Linked DNA regions of Oryctolagus cuniculus: region 2 is linked to region 1. Evidence: chromatin contacts called from public Hi-C data. All regions are on one chromosome and are shown on one strand. Each heading gives the region's core, a stretch centred on a gene start, on an enhancer-like site or on the middle of the called end of the contact. The rest is flanking DNA. Distances are from core to core; before and after follow the strand shown.

Region 1 (3,048 bases), core at 167-2,666:
ATAACTGTGGATAAGAAGAAAGAAAAATGAAAACCTCAAGAGAAATTATGCATCCACATCCAACACAAGTTTGGAGTTCAGTAGAACTGTGGAGAATTCTGGGATTCTCGGAAGTGGCCCAGGACCAGGAGGAAAAACTTGTGCAGACTCTGACATGCACCGATGTACACTTGCAGGTAAGACACACGCTTCTCTAGTCCTCAGTTCCTTAAACTAAAATGGCCACATAGGACTGGCCACCTTAGCTTTCTGACTTCCAGGTTATGAGATCAAAGCTGACAACATCTGAAGACCATGGAAACCCAGTGCTCCTTGGCAGAAAGTTTGAATAGAGCCCACAGATCAAGCAGGAATCTGAACTAGAGAACTCAGGTGGACACTCTTTCAGCCAAAGACTTGAAGCTTCTAGAAGGAAGGATCAAGATTGGTTTCGGGAGGGACCAGTACAGCAAAGATCTTCCACAGAGAGGAGAGACCATCCCTGGTGAGCAGACTTGAACAGGCATATCCCCCTTTCACCCTCCCCCAACTCGCAGCACAGAGGAGAAGAGACCTCAGCAACGTCTTTCTTCTCCACCTCACATTTTGCAAGCCCCCCAGAGATACCCAAAAAAGCAGTTCAATGTTTTTTCATAAACCTATGAAACAGAATCCTGCTCCCCTTCCCTGGGCTCACAGCAGCCTCCCATTGTGGAGCCCTTATCTCCAAAGCCTCGGGGAGGATGGGCACTGGTGAGTCACAGTCATGCTCCATGTGATTTAGAGTCGTAAATCAAGAGACTGTCTAAGAGAAAATTGCACCAAGCCTTAGGGCAGACGCAGGAGCCCCATGTTTAAACAATCTGGTCTAATCTCCTTGGCGAAGAGACCCTCCTACCCCAGGAAACGGCAGGCAGGACTGCCTTGTGTGCAAGTTTCAACGATATCCATCGCAGTCTGTTTCTAGTCAGGCTCTCAGAGATCACTGTCTCAACCGAGAATCATGTCAGTCCAATTTCCCCCTCTACTATCCAAGGGCAAACAAGAGCCAGCCCTGGCATTGAAGAAAATGTTCTCAAATATATCAAAATCAACTGCAGGGATTTCGTATGTCCCCGGCCACCCTGCGGGGCCTGCCACTCCCAACAGGGAGAGCTCTGTGGCACCAGTGCTGTGACTCACACTTCTTCCTCCAACACAAAGGGACCGTCCCTGAGGCCTCTATTTGCTGGCATACAATTGACAAGAGCTTTGTCAAGTCCAGCTCACATGTGGAGGCATAGGAGGTGAGCCTAGCCCTTGGCTGCCACAAAGAGGAGGAGTCTGCTGGCTCCCAGACACCAGCAGTCTTTTTTAAAAGATTCAGCAGATGCTGGATGGTCTGAGGGGTCAGATGGCTTCTCAGATCACTGGCCTCCAGGGTTCCTGTCTCATTTATACTTCCTGGAAAGTGTCAGGAGCTCATTGCAAATGGGCAGCTGGAAAGAGAGGCTAAGGGCCGTGCGGCCTCAGGGTGCCCAACTCCAGGGTGTCATTGTAGAAAGGTCTGCTCTTGGGGGTTGGTTTCTTTTTAGGTCATTCATCTGCCACTTCCCCTAGGCACCAGCTGGTGAGCATCCAGCCTTTCTGCTGTGACCGTGGCAGCCTTCCTGGCCAGGCCTCCACGTGTCTCCGCTCCCCACCATCAGCCAGCCTTGTTTATACCCAGCTTTATGCAGACCTAATCATTAACCTCCCTAAACTGCGATGTGTTGCTGCTTCTCAAGTGTCTGAGGAGGAACCAAGTTTGGGGAGTTTTGTCCACTGAGAAAACATGAGGATGGGACAGGGGCCAAATTCTGATCTATTGGGAGATCCAGAGGCCAGGCAGTCTGCACGGCATCGGGGTGTGCAAGCAACGGAGGCGAGTTAGAGATGGGAGTCTATCATTTCTCAGCCTTTTGGCTAAGATCATGTGTAGAGATGGAGAACCTGGGCTCAATAGAATGAATACAGTTATCCAGCAAATGAAAGCATTAAACGTTCTACACCCATGATGGGTTCGTCCTGCTAATAAACCTGTGAAATAAGGATTAGGGAGTTTCATGAAATAGGATGAAAAGGGTTCAGAGGTTTGCCCAAGGTCAGACCAAAGAGTGACTGCAGGATCTGATCCATGGCAATGTGCTTCAAAATCCAAAATCTTCATGTTAACACCAATGTGAGTGCTTCCCAGGAAAATCAAAACAGAAAACTGACCTCCCAGGCTCCTACAACAGTCAAAGGATATGTGGTATATAAAGGAAAGTTCTAGATTATGTGGGAGAATGGGTCCATGGTTCTCAACTAGGGATAATTTTGCCCCTCAGGGGACGTATGACAATGTCTGGAGACACTTCAGATTGTCATGGATTGCAGAGCGCAGCCAGAAGTGCTGTAAGACAGTTACTCACAATAAGGAATTATATAGTCCTTAATGCCAACAGGCTGAGGTTTAGAAACCCTGGACTAGGGGCCAGTGCTGTGGTGTAGCGAGTAAAACCACTACCTGCTGGGCCAGCATCCCATGTGGGTGTGGGTTCAAGCCCCAGATGCTCCACTTCTGATCCAGCTCTCTGCTATGGCCTGGGAAAGCAGTGGAAGATGGCCCCAGTCCTTGGGCCTCTGCACTCACTTGGGAGACCTGGAAGAAGTTCCTGGCTCTTGGCTTCAGATTGGCCCAGCACTGACTGGCTGTTTGGGAAGTGAACCATCGGTTGGAAGACCTCTCTCTCTCTCTCTCTCTCTCTCTCTCTCTTTCTGCCTCTGCCTCTCTGAAACTAAATAAATAAATCATTTATAAAAGAAAGAAACCCTGAGCTAGATGAGTTTCGGATCTCTTCAAACTCTTCTTTTCCCTTCTGTGGCGTAGATGAGAGTCAATTCTGTCTTCCAGAGTTTCTCAAAGCAGAGGCAGGAAGGAGACAAGAATGCAATACTCGCATCACTGGGACTCTTTCCAACCCTTATTCATGGGATTGGGAGTTAGCCTAGGAGCTAAGACGCCTGCATCCCGTATCAGAGCACATGAGTTTGGGTTCCGGCTCTACT
Region 2 (3,035 bases), core at 532-3,031, 850 kb before region 1:
CGTGCCTGTGCGCGCGCGCGCGCGCGCGCGTCTGCGTATGTAAAGGTTGTCCAGCGGCGCTGGAGTAGGGGACGAGGGGCGGGGTGGGGAGGCGGGAGAGGAGCTGGGAGGCACAAAGGTGGAATTAGCTCAGAAGATGGGAAGCGCCTCTCCAGGTCCGAATTTAAACAGTATTTTCACAAGAGATCCCCCCCACCCCAATTCAGGGTAAAAAAAAAAAAAAAAAAAAAAAAAAAAAAAAAAAAAAAAAAAAAAAACGTGGAAGGGGAGTGTGTGGGGAGGGAGTCGATAATGTAACAGGCATCCTTTCCGACTGCAGATTGGGGTTTAGACTTTGAGATCAGAGCTAGTGGTCGGAAGTGGGGGTGGGGGCAGGGGTCGCGTGGGACCCCAGCAAGTGGCAAGAGAAGGAGCGAAATCTGGGAGCTGCTCACTGGACAGCAGCTTAGGGCGGCAGTACTGGCCAAGGTTCCAATCCCCAGGTACAGTGACCCTCCTCGGCTCCTCCCGGACTGCACCCCAGCCCGAGGCCACTTGCTGCGCGAAGCGTGCGGGCCCAGCGCGTCCCGAGTCCCCCGCCCTGCGCCGCGCAGCTGACTGGCACCCCGAGCGCGCTCACCGATCTTGACTTGCTCGCGGTAGCTCTTTTCGTTGAGGCAAACCCCGCGGCCGTGCAGCAGGGCGTGCAGCGGCTTCTCCTCGTCTTGCCGCGGGAGGCAGCGCAGTCCCTGTGCGCAGCGCTCAGTGTAGACGCCGCAAGACTGCCCCTCGGCCAGGGCGCAAGTCATGCAGCAGCCGCAGCCCGGCTCCTTCACCAGCTCGCAGCCCAGGGGGCTCGGGGGGCACATGGACAGGGCTTTCTCGTCGCAGGGCTCGCAGTGCACGAAGGAGCCCAGGCCCTGGGCCGGCCCAGCGCAGGCGGCCAGGAGCAAGAGGACCGCGGTGAGCACCATCTTCGAGTCTCTCGCTTTCCCTCGGGGCGGGGCAGGAGAGCGAGAGTGCAGGGAGTTAAGGGGGCCAAGAGGGAGCCCGGAGATTTTTTCTTTTAAGTCTGGCAGGTAGAGCAGGTGCCTTCTCCAGACACTTGCAAAATGTAGCGGGGGGTGGAGGGTTGAGGCGGCTGCAAGCGAGTCCCGGTTGCAGGGATTAAAGGCGTGCAACAGGTTTGGAGGGTGGGAGGGGGAGAGCCTCGCCAGGTGCACTCAGGGTGGGCGGAGGGTGGAAAAAGCCCGGAGCCCGAGCGGGTCAGAGCTGTAGGGGAGGTGGGCGGGAGCCACAAAATCGCTAACCCCAAAGCAACCTCCGAAATAATGAGTTCGAAGGCTGTGCAGAAGGGGTTATTCGGGGGGGGGGGTGAGGAGGAGAAAAATGGATTGGTCTTAAAAATTTTTTTTTTGCTTAAAATTTAAAATACACCCCCAGTCCTTTCTAACCTCCAGCTGCGGCGGCGCGCGGCTGCAGCGGAACAGGTAAGAGGAGCTGGCGGCAGCCGAGAGGGTGGGAGAAAATCAAGAAACTAGGCAAAGAAGCAAAAAAAAAAAAAAGAAAAAGAAAAAGAAAAGAAAAATAAATCTAAACCCTAGCACCTCTTTTCTCCCACTCTGTCACCACCTCTTCGAAATTCGCAGGTTCTGCGTGCAGTAGGAGAAGGGTGCAAACGGAGGAGGGCTAATTAAAAGGAGGAAAAAAAAGGGAAGAAAAAGGAAAAAAAAAAAAAAAGGAAAAAGCCCACACCGCTTCGTAGCTCTTTCCTGGCAGAAGTTTCCAAAGAGACTACGGGCTCTGGTGGAGCCGGCGCTTTTAAATAGCCGGCCCCTGGCTGGCAGCCAGTTTGTAGCTGCAATTTGAGCTCCCAACACCCAACCCGGGAGAGGATGCCAAGGAGCTTTGCAGCGCAAACTCACACGGGGTGGGGGTGGGGAGAGGCCTTCGAGACACGCGGGGGCTCCCCTCCGCTCCCTGGACAGCGGCCCCCTCCCCCCGGAATGTAAGAGAGGGGCTTGGGGGGACTGGCTGGGGCTGCAGAGGGCGTGGAGGAGGTGGAGGGGCCAGTGGAAGCCGCAGTTCTTCGGCGGAGCAGGGCGAACACAATGAGAGTGACTCGGTCCCCTCCCTCTTGTCCCCTTAACCGGCCTGGGCGCAGGCTGGAGGCAGAAGCCCTTTTCTTATGAACCCACTGGATGTATACGGTGCCCAATAAATGCTTCCCAAGCTCTGTACAAGGACTTTATGCTGGTGCCTGAGTTACCATGAAAGGTGTGTGTGTGTGTGTGTGTGTGTGTGTGTGTGTTTGGGGACGGGTAGTGTAGGCTGGCCAGGCATGGATGGTGAGCTGAGCTAAAGAGAGGCAAAAAAGAAGAAAAACTGGATTTTCCTCCACCAGAGTCTGAAGAAGGGGATTTGGTGCAGGGGCATTTGTGTGGCTGGGGGCTAGGGCTGGACTGTCTTTAGTCAGAGGCAAGAAGTAGCCACCTGCCTTCAGCCGCAGGGCTGGCCCTGGAAGCTGGGGGAATGTGTGTGTGTGTGGGGGGGTGAGTGTTGCACAGTCTTGTAGGAAGGGACATTCTCACAACAGCATTGTCGGGAGCCCTGAGTGGCAGAACTGACACTTGCTGGAAGAAACCCTGTGACAACTGAAGAACTTGCTGTGTGTTTGTGTGTGGGTTTTCAGAGGGAAGGGGAGCCAGCAGGTGTGGCCCTGGTCCTCTATTTCTCCTGGGCAGCCATGTGACAGAGCAGGACACCTTCTTATAAGAGTGAGGGGTGCCGGCAGGCACATTCCAGAGAGGGGGTTCCTACCAGAGCCCTCACCATGACGTTTAAAACCTCAGTCTATTCTAACACTCTGGGACCGCTGTTTCCTTAGTAAAATGAAAGAAAGCTGGAGTCTTGAAAGAAGGCAGGTGTTCTGTTTAGCTTTTCCTAAAGTCTCTGTGGGTGGGTTATGGGGTTCACAGGCAGGCCAGGGAGAGAGGACCAAGGTCACCATCCCTTTGGGGGAGACCTCGGGGCGAGGCTCTTTACACAGCCCTGGC

Evidence for each region. Hi-C and Micro-C count contacts between places; a contact is called where the count stands out from the background.
Region 2: a contact with region 1 is called in a Hi-C map of liver, with 8 times the contacts expected there. The contact joins the promoter of IGFBP5 here to the enhancer-like site in region 1. A contact is called at or near these places in 5 of 6 Hi-C or Micro-C datasets (ear pinna, liver, psoas muscle and 2 more).

The regions. Positions count from the first base shown.
Region 1 is chr3:21,745,184-21,748,231 of mOryCun1.1, reverse strand. No RefSeq gene overlaps it. Among named protein-coding and RNA genes, the nearest start is that of TNS1, 500 kb to the right of the region's middle. Within about 2 kb of position 1,416, at least 1 of the 8 cell types and tissues checked has an H3K27ac peak or open chromatin away from gene starts, as enhancers often do. A contact at or near this core is called in ear pinna, where this site is marked.
Region 2 is chr3:22,600,416-22,603,450 of mOryCun1.1, reverse strand. IGFBP5 (insulin like growth factor binding protein 5) reads right to left here and starts at 1,781. Exons shown (of 4, transcript XM_002712468.4): 1 at 620-1,781. The coding sequence starts at 953.